Regions from separate parts of the Mus musculus genome. Here regions 1 and 2 are each linked to region 3. The links are chromatin contacts, called in public Hi-C and HiChIP or PLAC-seq maps. All regions are on one chromosome and are shown on one strand. The core of a region is the stretch at or near the end of the contact, and the rest is flanking DNA. Distances in the headings are between cores, read along the strand shown. Region 1 has its middle 10 kb from the start of Gm37004. Region 2 overlaps Gm37004 (a long non-coding RNA gene). Region 3 has its middle 35 kb from the start of Gm35748.

What was found. A called contact is a pair of places that touch in the nucleus more often than the background predicts. HiChIP or PLAC-seq counts read pairs in DNA pulled down with a chosen protein or histone mark.
Region 1: a BATF HiChIP or PLAC-seq map of CD8 T cells shows a contact between it and region 3, with 12 read pairs. The contact joins two enhancer-like sites. A contact is called at or near these places in 2 of 15 datasets of contacts at CTCF or cohesin (the G1E-ER4 cell line and pro-B cells), 27 of 484 Hi-C or Micro-C datasets (the C2C12 cell line, CD4 T cells, the G1E-ER4 cell line and 20 more) and 4 of 115 datasets of contacts at active chromatin or transcription factors (the 230-238 cell line, CD8 T cells and memory CD8 T cells).
Region 2: a Hi-C map of double positive thymocytes shows a contact between it and region 3, with 2.8 times the contacts expected there. The contact joins two enhancer-like sites. A contact is called at or near these places in 1 of 15 datasets of contacts at CTCF or cohesin (the G1E-ER4 cell line), 6 of 484 Hi-C or Micro-C datasets (CD8 T cells, the HPC-5 cell line, cerebral cortex and 3 more) and 2 of 115 datasets of contacts at active chromatin or transcription factors (the 230-238 cell line and memory CD8 T cells).

What each region holds. Positions count from the first base shown.
Region 1 is chr2:78,960,200-78,964,126 of GRCm38.p6, forward strand. No RefSeq gene overlaps it. Among named protein-coding and RNA genes, the nearest start is that of Gm37004, 10 kb to the right of the region's middle. Within about 2 kb of position 1,787, at least 42 of the 459 cell types and tissues checked have an H3K27ac peak or open chromatin away from gene starts, as enhancers often do. A contact at or near this core is called in CD8 T cells, group 2 innate lymphoid cells, memory CD8 T cells and 2 more, where this site is marked.
Region 2 is chr2:78,978,317-78,982,042 of GRCm38.p6, forward strand. The region is part of intron 1 of Gm37004 (a long non-coding RNA gene); the gene reads left to right. Among named protein-coding and RNA genes, the nearest start is that of Gm37004, 7.6 kb to the left of the region's middle. Within about 2 kb of position 1,900, at least 23 of the 459 cell types and tissues checked have an H3K27ac peak or open chromatin away from gene starts, as enhancers often do. A contact at or near this core is called in CD8 T cells, double positive thymocytes and memory CD8 T cells, where this site is marked.
Region 3 is chr2:79,085,001-79,088,810 of GRCm38.p6, forward strand. No RefSeq gene overlaps it. Among named protein-coding and RNA genes, the nearest start is that of Gm35748, 35 kb to the right of the region's middle. Within about 2 kb of position 2,396, at least 96 of the 459 cell types and tissues checked have an H3K27ac peak or open chromatin away from gene starts, as enhancers often do. A contact at or near this core is called in CD8 T cells, double positive thymocytes, group 2 innate lymphoid cells and 3 more, where this site is marked.

The DNA.
Region 1 (3,927 bases), core at 537-3,036, 130 kb before region 3:
GCTGTGAATGTTTGTATCAGTAAATTCTTCTTAAATCACAGAAGAAAAGAATCCTGTGACATTGAAGGGCATTTGCTTATAGAGCTACATGCTAAGCTTAGCATTTTAAACTCTTGAAAACCAGCTAAATGCAAGGCTGTGTGCTCAGCCCCTCTCCCCCACGCTCCACACCCCACTCTGCAAATGTTCTGTGCAGACAGGGTGTGGATTCCTTCTCCTGTTTGGCGGTGTCTCTATGTGGTTTGTGGGGATGGCTATATGATTCTTTCTTGCTCTGCGACAGCATGTTCCTGTCAATTGTCAAGTGCATGTGTTTTCCTGAGAGGCGCTCTTGCAAGCAAGTTCCCGCTTAAAAGCTTCTATGAGTCATTTCTTTGGGGACCAGTGTTGAGGCATATCACCCCATTTGCATCAGGGTTGCCTGACTTAGTAAAAAAGAAAAAAAGAAAGATTAACATTTTAGCTAAACTATCTGAAAGGTTTGGATAGTAATAAGGCTTTCTTACCACTTAATATGCCCTGGTGAAACTCTATGATCTGCTATGTAGTAACATTGTTAAACTGTTACACCTGGAAGGCTTCATTTAAGACATTTGCTGTCTAACTAAAAGGAGATGGTTTCTTGTTATTCATTCACACATAAGGGAAGGCAAAAATAATCACCGACTTGCATTCAACAAAACACGGAGTTAAGAGAAGCAGTCCCTAAGATGATGAGCCCATTGGCACCCTGCTCCATGAGGTAGAATCTACTGCAGCTGCGTCCTCAGTTTTATTAGGAAAGATAGCCCATTTTGTGATCTACGACGTTTAAATCAATTGAACTGTAGTGAAATCTCTCCCCTGAAATGGCTATTACACAGCTTGCAACCTTTTGTTCAAGAGATTAAGTTTGCATCTCCTCACATTATCTCCTTGTAATTGGAAAACTTTCATTTTGACGCAGAAAATGTGCCAGCGTCCCCGAGAGCCTTGCCACAAGCCAATGCAGAATGCCATCTGGAGGGTCCGTGCCCACATCAGGCGGCAGCCTCCTGTCGGGCAGGATCTGGAACTTTGCAACGAACAACTAATAACATCTTAAGCTCCATTTGTCTAGCTCATGAGTGCTCTTGGCAGAGGTCATAACCAGCAGTGGTTTTCTTGATTTGCTGCATCAAATGTAATTAGGTTAAAGCACTCACTGACAGAGCCTCTGATAATGGCATGAAAGCCTCAGGCTTGAATTTACCCATCCAGTCAAATTTAAGTTTAGAGCAGCAAAGATGTATTAATTTCATCACTGGGACAATGAATATTGGTAAACTTGAAAGGTATTTATTTGGAACAAAGCAGTTTTCCTTCCTTTGGATTTCATACGTCTTTGGTTTCTGTTTTAAAGTTGAATTGAATCAATGCATGTTCTGGTTCCTAGCTTCTGATAAAGTCGCTGATGTCCCCTGCTAGGAGACATAGTCTCATGTGCACACAAACCACACATCTGAACCATTGGTCATACTGTGTAAAATGATAAGATATCTTCAGCGTGTTACTCTGCATAACTGAATTCTGACAGTTGTTATTCATAAAGACAGAAACGACACCGTGGTTGACCTTTTAACCCTTGCCTGTTGAAAAACTCCAGGGTAGCAGAGGTCTCTTCATAAATGAGTCAGGTCGTGGCTGTGAGTAAAACAGAGAACCATTGCTGAGGGTTAAATTTAGGGCAAGCTCGGGCCCAGAGCATGAGACAGACGTTAGCTATTATTAAGGGTATACAAAAAGAGTTTCTGCTCTCTGCTAGAGAAAGAGAGAGCTGGAGTGTGGTCTCAGCCAGAAGGCAGAGGTTCCTGGCATGGCTGCAATGTTAATGATCCTCACAAGGCTTTAAGAATCAGCAGTGGAGTTAGGATGTGACATAAAAGACAGTCTCAGGAGGGCTGAATTTTTCAAACTGACTTCCACATTTCTTCTCCTGTCCCTGTCTCTTAGAAATACTGGCACTACTGGAGCCAGTGGAGGAGCACAACTGAAATCTCTCAGGAACAGCAGTGATTCCCGTTGACTTTGTACCTCATTGGGGGATGGGGTGTTAGTTTGAATGTTTCAGGTGGTTCTCCTTCTGATAAAAGCAATAGGCATGTGTGAGGATGAGGTTAAGTAAGTGTTTATTTGAGGATTTAATATTGCACACGCTGATGGAGTACAGCAATTACCGTGCTGTGATTTTCATATTCATATGTGCCATATTTATTTGTTGTTTACCTCTCTGCATAATGGAAATGCCATGAAAATCTGTTCCTTCTACTGCTTTAATTTTAAATGAAGCTAAATGTTATGTATAATTTTAAGTTACAGATTGCTAATTTCATTCTGTTTTAAATACTCTACACATAAGAAGCTCTTAGGCTCCTGCAGGAGTCCCTGCTTTGAGCAGAATCAAAGCATAATTCTCTCAGTAATTATATAATAGGTAGGTAGTTAATAGATTAAACATGAGCCCGAGACATCATCACATCGACAGTCTATTTCAAACCATATAGTTACCTGTGCTGTTCATATGTATATGACTCTCTGTAAATAGAATGTGTATGCCTTTGTAACTTTCCTGACAAATATAATGTAGTTAAAAGCTTACTGCATCTGTTGTAAAGTATTTGCATCTAGCTTACTTATTAGTAATCTGGTTACAGACTCGGTACTTGGTGAAATGGTTGCGAAAGCTTCAGGAACAACCCAGTTTTCACCTACTTTCACGATAGTATTTTAAAGAGGCTGCCAATGGCAGAATGCAAAGCTAGTTTACCTTATAAAGGAACAAAGCAAGGGAAACATTGAAAAATTAACTCTATAGCTGTTGTGTAGCTTTCTGTCACTAGCCTGAGAATCCCTTCATGTGCTGTATCTCAACTTCTGTTTCCTGGCCCATCCTTTTTTTTCCTCTCCTCAACTCCAGAGCTGTATCTGGAACCTGGTTATATGCCATCCAAGACCTACTAAAATTATTCACTCATTTAATATGCATCACTCTACACTTAGCACATATATATCTATATCTACCTAGATGTCTCTATCAATCTATTTATCTATGTAGATATTTGTTAGAGATATTCATATTTAGATGTCTATATAGAGATATTTAGATAAGGTCTCTCCTGCTGGCTACAGCCTTCATGGGAACAAATCTATGTCACATGTCTATCTCTGTATCACCTCTATATCTATCTATGTATCTATCTATGTTTCTATGTATGTATGTATGTATGTATGTATGTATCCATCCACATAAGGTTCTTCTTGCTGGCTCCAGCCTGTTGGAACAGATCTATATAACATGAGTGGGAACCATGAGTCAATAGTCCTTCAGGGTAGTGTATATTTAAATGTTCCAAAGACAGAAATGGCTGAGAAGGTTCGTTTTTCTGAGAACTCTTAATATAGCCTGCAAATCTCGGAATGTGCCAGTTGTTCAATTTCCATTGTTATTTACAAAAGTGAAGCTTTGAATTAAGGGAACGTGTGCCATCTGCCTACCCCTGTGATAATGCTGGGTTTATTCCCAAGCATATCAACCCCTGGCTTGGCATTTCCACTAACTGAAGCACTTTTCTCATTAGACTGCGTCTGTGTCTACAAAAGGTCATTTTCCTGGTTGTTCATTTGAATATTCCTATCCTCTCTGTCTTCCTTCACTGGACTTGAGGTTTCCTATTCCAAAATGTGGTACCGCATGTACAGGCTATACTCAAGGCACCACTTTTTTTTTTTTTTTTTAGTGATTTAATCAGTCAACTCTTGTATTTATTGATTTTTTATTTACTATTTATATTCAGTGTCTATTTTTCTGTGCACACAAAGGGCATATATAATTCTTTGAGAAGACAATGTGATATCTGTCCCCAATTCAGTCTTAGTTAAAAACAATAGTTGATTGTGGAAGTCTAAAAA
Region 2 (3,726 bases), core at 650-3,149, 110 kb before region 3:
GAAAAGTACCCCTCAAATAAACTTGTTACAAACTCGAACCGATCATCATATCATAACTTTATTTGGAGGACTTATATTCTGCCAGTGTATTTCTTTCTTGTTGAACAAACATACCTTCTTAGCATAAGAAGCATAAGAGATGAACCCTAGTCATGCAGGTCCAATAGAAACTAGCCAATAAATGGAGCTTGGTAGGTAGTGTGGTTTGTTCCCAGGGGTGTCTTCATTTCATATAAATACTAGTTTATATGAAATATAGTTTGGGAGCTAAAACCACAGGTGGTGATACCAGTACTAGGAAGAGGGTTGAGAAGGAACTAGGTGGAAAATAGAAATAGGCAAATTCGCAATTGCCCTAGAATGTACATAGTCAGCAAACAGAAGGAGAGAGTATCCTATCCAGGATTGCTATCCTATTCTAAAAGAAGGAATGAGGGAAGGAGGGGAGGGAGGCAGGGAGGAGGGAGGGAGGGAAGGAGGAGGGAAGGGGCAAGCATGGGGAAGACTATTGGAAAAAAATAGACCCCAGGCAGCGCCAAATGTTGAACAAACTTAAGTTACAGGGAATGTGGGGGGTTTCATGGTGGGCTTTGGGAGAGACTTCTGGAAAGCAGTAGCGCTGGAGGCTGAAAGAGGAGAGAGCCACCACTAACCACACGTGTGCAAGCATTTGGTATAGGGCTGAGGGCAGAGTGGGCAGTCTGAGCAAGGAAAGGGACTCATGAAATCTTTCTAGTAAAATGTTATTTGGCATTATAAACACGAAGAGACTTAATCTGAAATGATTCTGTAATATTAACAAGGTTTCTGGGCTTTTGTCTTACAAAGGCAAACAACAAACAGAGAAGATTATTCGAAATAGAGAATTAACTCAGCCACTTGAAATACTTTACCTTAAGCCTGAAGGAAAAAATTTATCTTTGAGCTTTAGTATGTTTAACTTAGGATCTGCTGGTGTATGTCTCCTAAACACCTGTTCAAATGAGGGGTTTTCTCTCCTCCTCTCTGTGGTGATTTGTATTCTGTGCTCAGTCGGCGATGCACAGCATGCACGATGCTGCCAATTTAATGTCAGGTAAGTCAGCGTGTATTACAGCTTCAGGAAACACATCTTTTCACAGTGATAGACCATTTTGAATGGGAGTTTTCTAAATATGAACATGGGAAAAAGATAGTATTTGTAAATTAGAATCAGTAACAATGTTCTTAGAGCTAGGAACAAATATTTTTTAAAAAAAAAATCAGTCACAAATGATGCTAAGTGATTTGCATGCTTACTGCATTACCTAACTGGTCATCAAGTGCTTCAGCTCTGATTTTTAGATTGAAGCAACATATAAAAGCCAGAGTGTTTATCACCACTGTCTTCACTTTACAGCTTGATTTGATGGTGATTTCCGACCCACCCCGAATCTTCATCTCTCTTCATGCCAACCCTTCTCTGATTGGCTTCATTCCCTCCCAAGGTTCCAAATACCCCCTTTATGATATTGGTGGTCAGATTTATATTTCTGAACCTTTCAAAACTAATGTGTTTACTCTGTTCAATCCGTGAGTAACAAATGATCTTTCCTGCTTCTCAACTTCCTTTCATTTCTCACAGAGTCGAGTGGAGAATGGTGGAGATATAATGCACTGTGTATGTTTTAATGTGCACTTGCTAGGCTCTGGCATGTGTGCTCACACATGGGACCATTACCTCAAGCAGAACAATGAATACAGTCAACACTAAGTCTCCTCATGCTTCCTATTGTTTTTAGGTTCTTTCCACTCCCTTGTGAATGGCACACTTTTGCCCAGGTCTTTTTTTCTGTGAAATTTGGCCTAGTTCTTTTGAGTCTCTGTGCAGCTGCCTTTGTCAGTGAATTGCTGCTGTGGTTGCGGGGAGGTAGGATCCCGTGACACTTCAAATATTTACTCACCAGCCAGCGGGCATTTGTGTGGGTTCTAGCTTAGGGCTGTCCTACGTACAGCTGATATGGCCACTGATGTACAAACAGTTCATTCTATGGCTATGTATTTTGATCTGTCCTAGGTAAAAACCTAGGACTAGGAGGGTTACGTCACATAACAGCCTTAACATTCTTTAGGTTATAAATTTTAAGAATTTGCCTAACATTTTTTTTTCCTCTAGTGTAGCTGTACCATTTTCATTCCTGACAGCTGTATTTGAAAGCTCTTTGTTGCCATCCGGCAGACTATTAGCATGGTCAATATTTTAATTATAAAAATGTGTGTGTATTGTTACATTCAGTCGTTCTAACTTGAATGTATTAGTAACAAACGATGCTGTCAATTTTGTCTGTATTCATTTTAAGAAACATGCATGCTCAAATCATCTGTCATTTTTTTTGAGTTGGGTAATTTTCTCTCTTAATGTTAAAATGTGAAACTATTCTCTCTAATTTCTCCAGATTTTGTCTCCCTGGATGTGTATGATGAGCAGTGTTCTGCTTAGTACTAAAGAAAAGTGCCTGACTGCTTGACTCATTAGGTAGCCAGTGATGGCCTTGAGCCACTTTCCAAGTGTGCTTCTATCCTTAGTTTAGGTACTGGGGATAAACTCTGAGACACTATGCATGCTAGGCAAGTACTTTACCAACTGAGCTACAGTCCAGCATGGATTTCTTAATTTATCTAGAGTCTAAAGGTCATCTCTTCAACTCATAGTAGCTAGAAACTTCCTGTTCCCTCTGCTACCTTTGTGGGGCCTCTTTTGGGGGCTGTGAACTAATTCTCTCTAGTTAGTCTCAGGAAATTTCCATTTGGTGACTCACAGTCAACTTTCAAGTTAATGCATCCAAAATAGAGTTCTTCCCCTTCTGGAAACTTTTTTCTTTCTTCACCCTCTCAGTATATGGCATCGCCAAGCACACACTTGCTTGCACTTGACATCTAGAAGTACCTTTTGATTTTCCCCTTCTCTATCAGGATCTAAGCCACACCTTTCAGGTAAAATAAAGAGTTAAACCATCAATCCTTTTTCCTTTGCTTCCTCTCATTTCTGTGATCCCAGTCTATAATGAGAGCGGTCCTCGTTCACTGAAATTACCCCATCTCCTAACAGATTTCCCCCTTTCTTGCATTGCTTTCTTCTGTCCTCTACCATAGCCATCCATCATGCCAAGCATCTGGGAGCCCCTAAATGTGTAAAGCAGGTTAAATCAGGCTTTCTTGAAAGTCTTTAATAATACTTCTTGTTTCAAATAAATAAAAATATCCACTCCTTCCAATGTCTTACAAGGTATGAAAGAGCTAATCATCATATCCTGGGTAATTTATGGTTTTTTATTTTGTTTTGTTTTTGATTCTTCTCTTAACATGGCCTCACTATTTTCTAGGAAATAATGAACTGTTTCCAGCGTTAAAAATCTTGTCACCAAATAAAGTGTTTTTCTTTGAGTTTGTGCTACAACCCAACCTATCTTATCGTCCAGATCTTACCTAAATAACAAGCGGAAGCCTCATTAGCTCTCCCATGTTGCTAAGCCTTTCATGTTACTTGCACTCCTACTGCCTGCTTCTTATGTTCTCAGAAACTGATTTCTTCCCAACTTTAGTTTGTTGTCTTATAGGTCTCAAAACTGTTATTATGCTGGCTTCTATGATTTTTGCTCACTACTATTTATCTAGTATTTGCAGCTGCCTGCTACCTATAGATATTTAATACTCTATCATACAAAAGAAGGATATATTTGAGTTAAAAATCACTTTTTGTGGCCAGTA
Region 3 (3,810 bases), core at 1,146-3,645:
CCACAAACAGAGCTGCATGGACCCTTTAATAGCATTCTTTACCTTTGTTAAAACTAGAATGTTTTCTCTCAATGATGGTATAAGCATAACCAGTCTTTTCAAATCTTTGCTTGCAGCCCTGTTCTTTCGAAAGGTAGGGCTGATAGGGAGACTGTTTCTTGGAATTGCTCTACCACCAGGTCCCAGATAGACACAGCTGGACTCCATTATGAAATGGGATACCTGGCTAATCAGCTTACAATATGGACTTGAGACTCGACTGCTATAACTCTGCTTGCAATCACTTGCAAGCATCTCAAGTAACCTGAAATAATCGATTTGTTTTGAAAACCAGTCCCGTGATTCCTTTCCCTGACTAAAATAGTAGTTGACATGGTGAGCAGGCTGCATTAGTCGTCTATTATCCAACGGAACCAGAAACACTGCGGAGACAGTCTTCATTATTTTTTCATGCTGAAATATAGTTCAGAAAAATACTAGTTCAGGCTCGGATCCACTGAGCTTAATGATTTGACAGCACTGTAAAGAGAAGACTCATATGGGTATATATGCCATCCTCAAACATTCATTCCTTCTATCTTGTTTTACTTTACCTGATCAGTCTGCTATAAACGTGCTATGTAAAGAAATGTAATTATATATAAAGCCTCTTAAAGTTAAGCTTCAATGTGAAGTCATTTGTTGTGTTTTTAAAAATTGTAAGTCTCACAGAATAGTCCTTACTTTCAATATGCAAGGATTTAGTGAGCCACTTCATGTAGGTCACTCTAGTTGGAGGAGTTAGCTCTGTCCTGAGACCTGAGAGAAAGAAGTCTTGGCTTTAACTCTTAGGTTCCTTCCCAGTAAGTTAGTAGAATACGACAAAGTCTCTTTTTCTCCTGAAACTTAAAGCACACATATCTGCTGTATAGACAGCATCCTTTCACTTCTGCAGACTCAGGAAATACCCACTCATTAGGCATTTTACTAGATCCTAGTGATGCATAGCTTGAATAATTATTCAGTTTTTTTTTTGTTGTTGTTGTTGGTTTTTTTTTTTTTTTTTTTTTTTTTTTTGAGACAGGGTTTCTCTGCATCACCCAGGTTGTCCTGAAGCTCACTCTGTAGACTAGGCTGGCCTCGAACTCAGAAATCTGCCTGCCTCTGCCTCATGAGTGCTAGGATTAAAGGCATGCACCACCATGCCTGGCTACAGCCCAGGATCTTATTCATTAGTGTAGACATGGTGCAGACAACAAGCAAGCATAGTAATCCAGGCACCAACACAAAGATTGTCGTAAATGCAGTTAGAGTCGACATGCCCAGAAATCAAAAAAGAAAGTGAATTTATTTTCCTCCTTTCATGGGTTTCCAAAAAGAAATGATTTTAATGTGGGTCAAAGACCAAGAAGAGAATGAACAGGTGTGGAATTCTGAGAGGGGCATAGGAAGGACCCTGTGTGACTGTTATAGAATGTGGGGGTGGAGCGAGCGAGAAGGAGAGCAGGTGTTCCTTTGCTGTCAGAATGTCACAACCATACCTCTGGATTCTAAGTCATGGTCATGCTTATCTACCCCAGCAAAGAATGCACCACACTAGTCAGTTGTATTTCCTTATGAAAACATGGGCTGCGTGTATGCACATGTGTGTTTTCTAAAGGCCTCCCAGTACTTAGTTTTATTATAGGTTTATCCAGGCTTTCAAATGTGGTAAGAGTTTTCATCTATCTTTATTTTCAATGTCTTTTTGGAAAGTGCCTTAGGCTACAGACTGGTGCTGGCCATCTAACCATCATTTTGAACATGATAGTCTGAATTCAAAAAATAGTATATGGTCCAGAGGCATATGATTTCAGTGTATAACCCTCATAATATTATCAGATGGATTCCTCTGACCTTATTCTGGTGTTCATGGCTTTGGAAATAAAGAAAGTTCTATGGAGGATTTGACTTAGGTCTTAAAAGGACAAAAAGAAAGTGATGGCTACCCAGGCCCCAGAAATTTCACAAATTATATATTCAAGCAAGAAAAGTCAGGGCAGGAAGCACAGAGCAAGATCAAAAGAATTGGGCCACTGGGTACAAAATCATGGCATCTGCCTGCACACTTGGGCTTTAGTCCATGGATACTTTTAGAGTAGCTGAATTTTGAGAACGTAGGACTATAGTGGTTAAACTGATCTGTAGAGGGCAGAAGGCTATAAGCAACATGCTAGAGAAGACTGAGAATAAGGAGTAACACTGGATAATATTTAAAGAGAGTACGAATGGAGAGAAGAAAAGACTTGGATTGTGGTGGAGGTCTTGAACACAAAGAGAAAGGGGAAAAGTAGAGATGTCTTCTGGAAGCATGTGCAGTTGGCAAGGAGCTGAAAGGGGAAGGGCTGTTCATGGTGGGCTGAGGCTTCGGACTAACCGAAGCTGTTTCCAGAAATAGAAAGTGGAAGCACCGAAGAACGAGGACAAGAATGTTCCGGGGAGAATATGACGAGTTAATTAGCTACACATAGGTAATGTAAGTAGGGATAATTGAGTGCTTATAAAATTAGATGTGTGGGTCAGAGGAAATTAAGCCTCCGCCAATGAACTGACATCTGTGTTCATTTCTCTTTTGGTGCTGACTGTTGTGGATTAGGACGAAAGGTGAATTGCAATCACCGAGTTTGTTTAGATCAAGCACAACATCATCCTTATCTGAATACCTAACTCTCTCCCTGCTTAGCCTCTGTTCATATCAATAGGCATTCTTACTGCAATCTAACTCGCTGTCTCCATGAAATCCCCAGCAAACAGAGAGTATCTGACTCCCTTTTTACTGCTGTATGACAGCTGGAAAAGGTTACTGGTTCTGAACCCAGATAGTTTCGGTCTCATTCTCCCGCTGAACTCCCATAATTAATCTTTTCCAGACTGACAATAATTCCACTGTCTCCATTTCAGAGAAACTCATGGTGTTTCTAACACTTCAGATAACTCATTACTGGGTTAGAAAGGAATGGCGATACTCCACCAGGCTTCTCCGGTTTCTCCGTGTGCTGTCAGGTCAATGCTCTCAGCACAGCTAAGCAGGGACAGATGGTGCCCATTCCCTCAGTGACAGAACCATCCAGCAATGTCAAAGGCATTTACATCCTTGAGAGAGAAATGTTTTATGACTAAAAGTTTCCCACCATGTGTACTTCAGGACACCGAAATGAAACTCCAGGAACAATTCATGTCCAATTATGTTAAACTTTAATTACATGAATCATTTAAAAATAAACTCAGTTGCTCTCTTCCGTTAGCAATTCTCCAGGGACCTTTTCTAAAAGGGCATTAGTGCACTTGACTTGAAGGTCTCTACAGTAATGAACATGTAAAACTCAAGATTGGACACATGTTCTACCATGAAGACACATACTTATACTACTGAAGAGAAAGTAGGGGGCAGAGGGAGAGCTGCTTAGGAAAGGGATGCCAGTCCAGATTGTAGGGACAAAGCTTTCTATTTCTTTAACTATAGTCCTTAACCTTTATGGATGACAAAGGTTTTTGTTTGTTTGATTTTGTAAATACAAACTCACAGACTCTGCTTAAATAACAGAAATCTGACATCTGAATGTAATAGAATAGGCCTGCAATCTCATCTCAAGGGAAGCCAAGACTGGAGGACTTGGGCTTTGAGGTCAGTCTGGGCTGCCTAGAGAGACCCTGTATCAACAAAGTCCAGTGAGACGATAGGGGAAGGGATAAATTTGAAGAGTCTGCTGATTTGCATTTTAGTCCCACATGATCTTTGCTAACTGACTTATTTTCTGAATCTCAGATCTCTCATAAAGAACAAAGATTTAT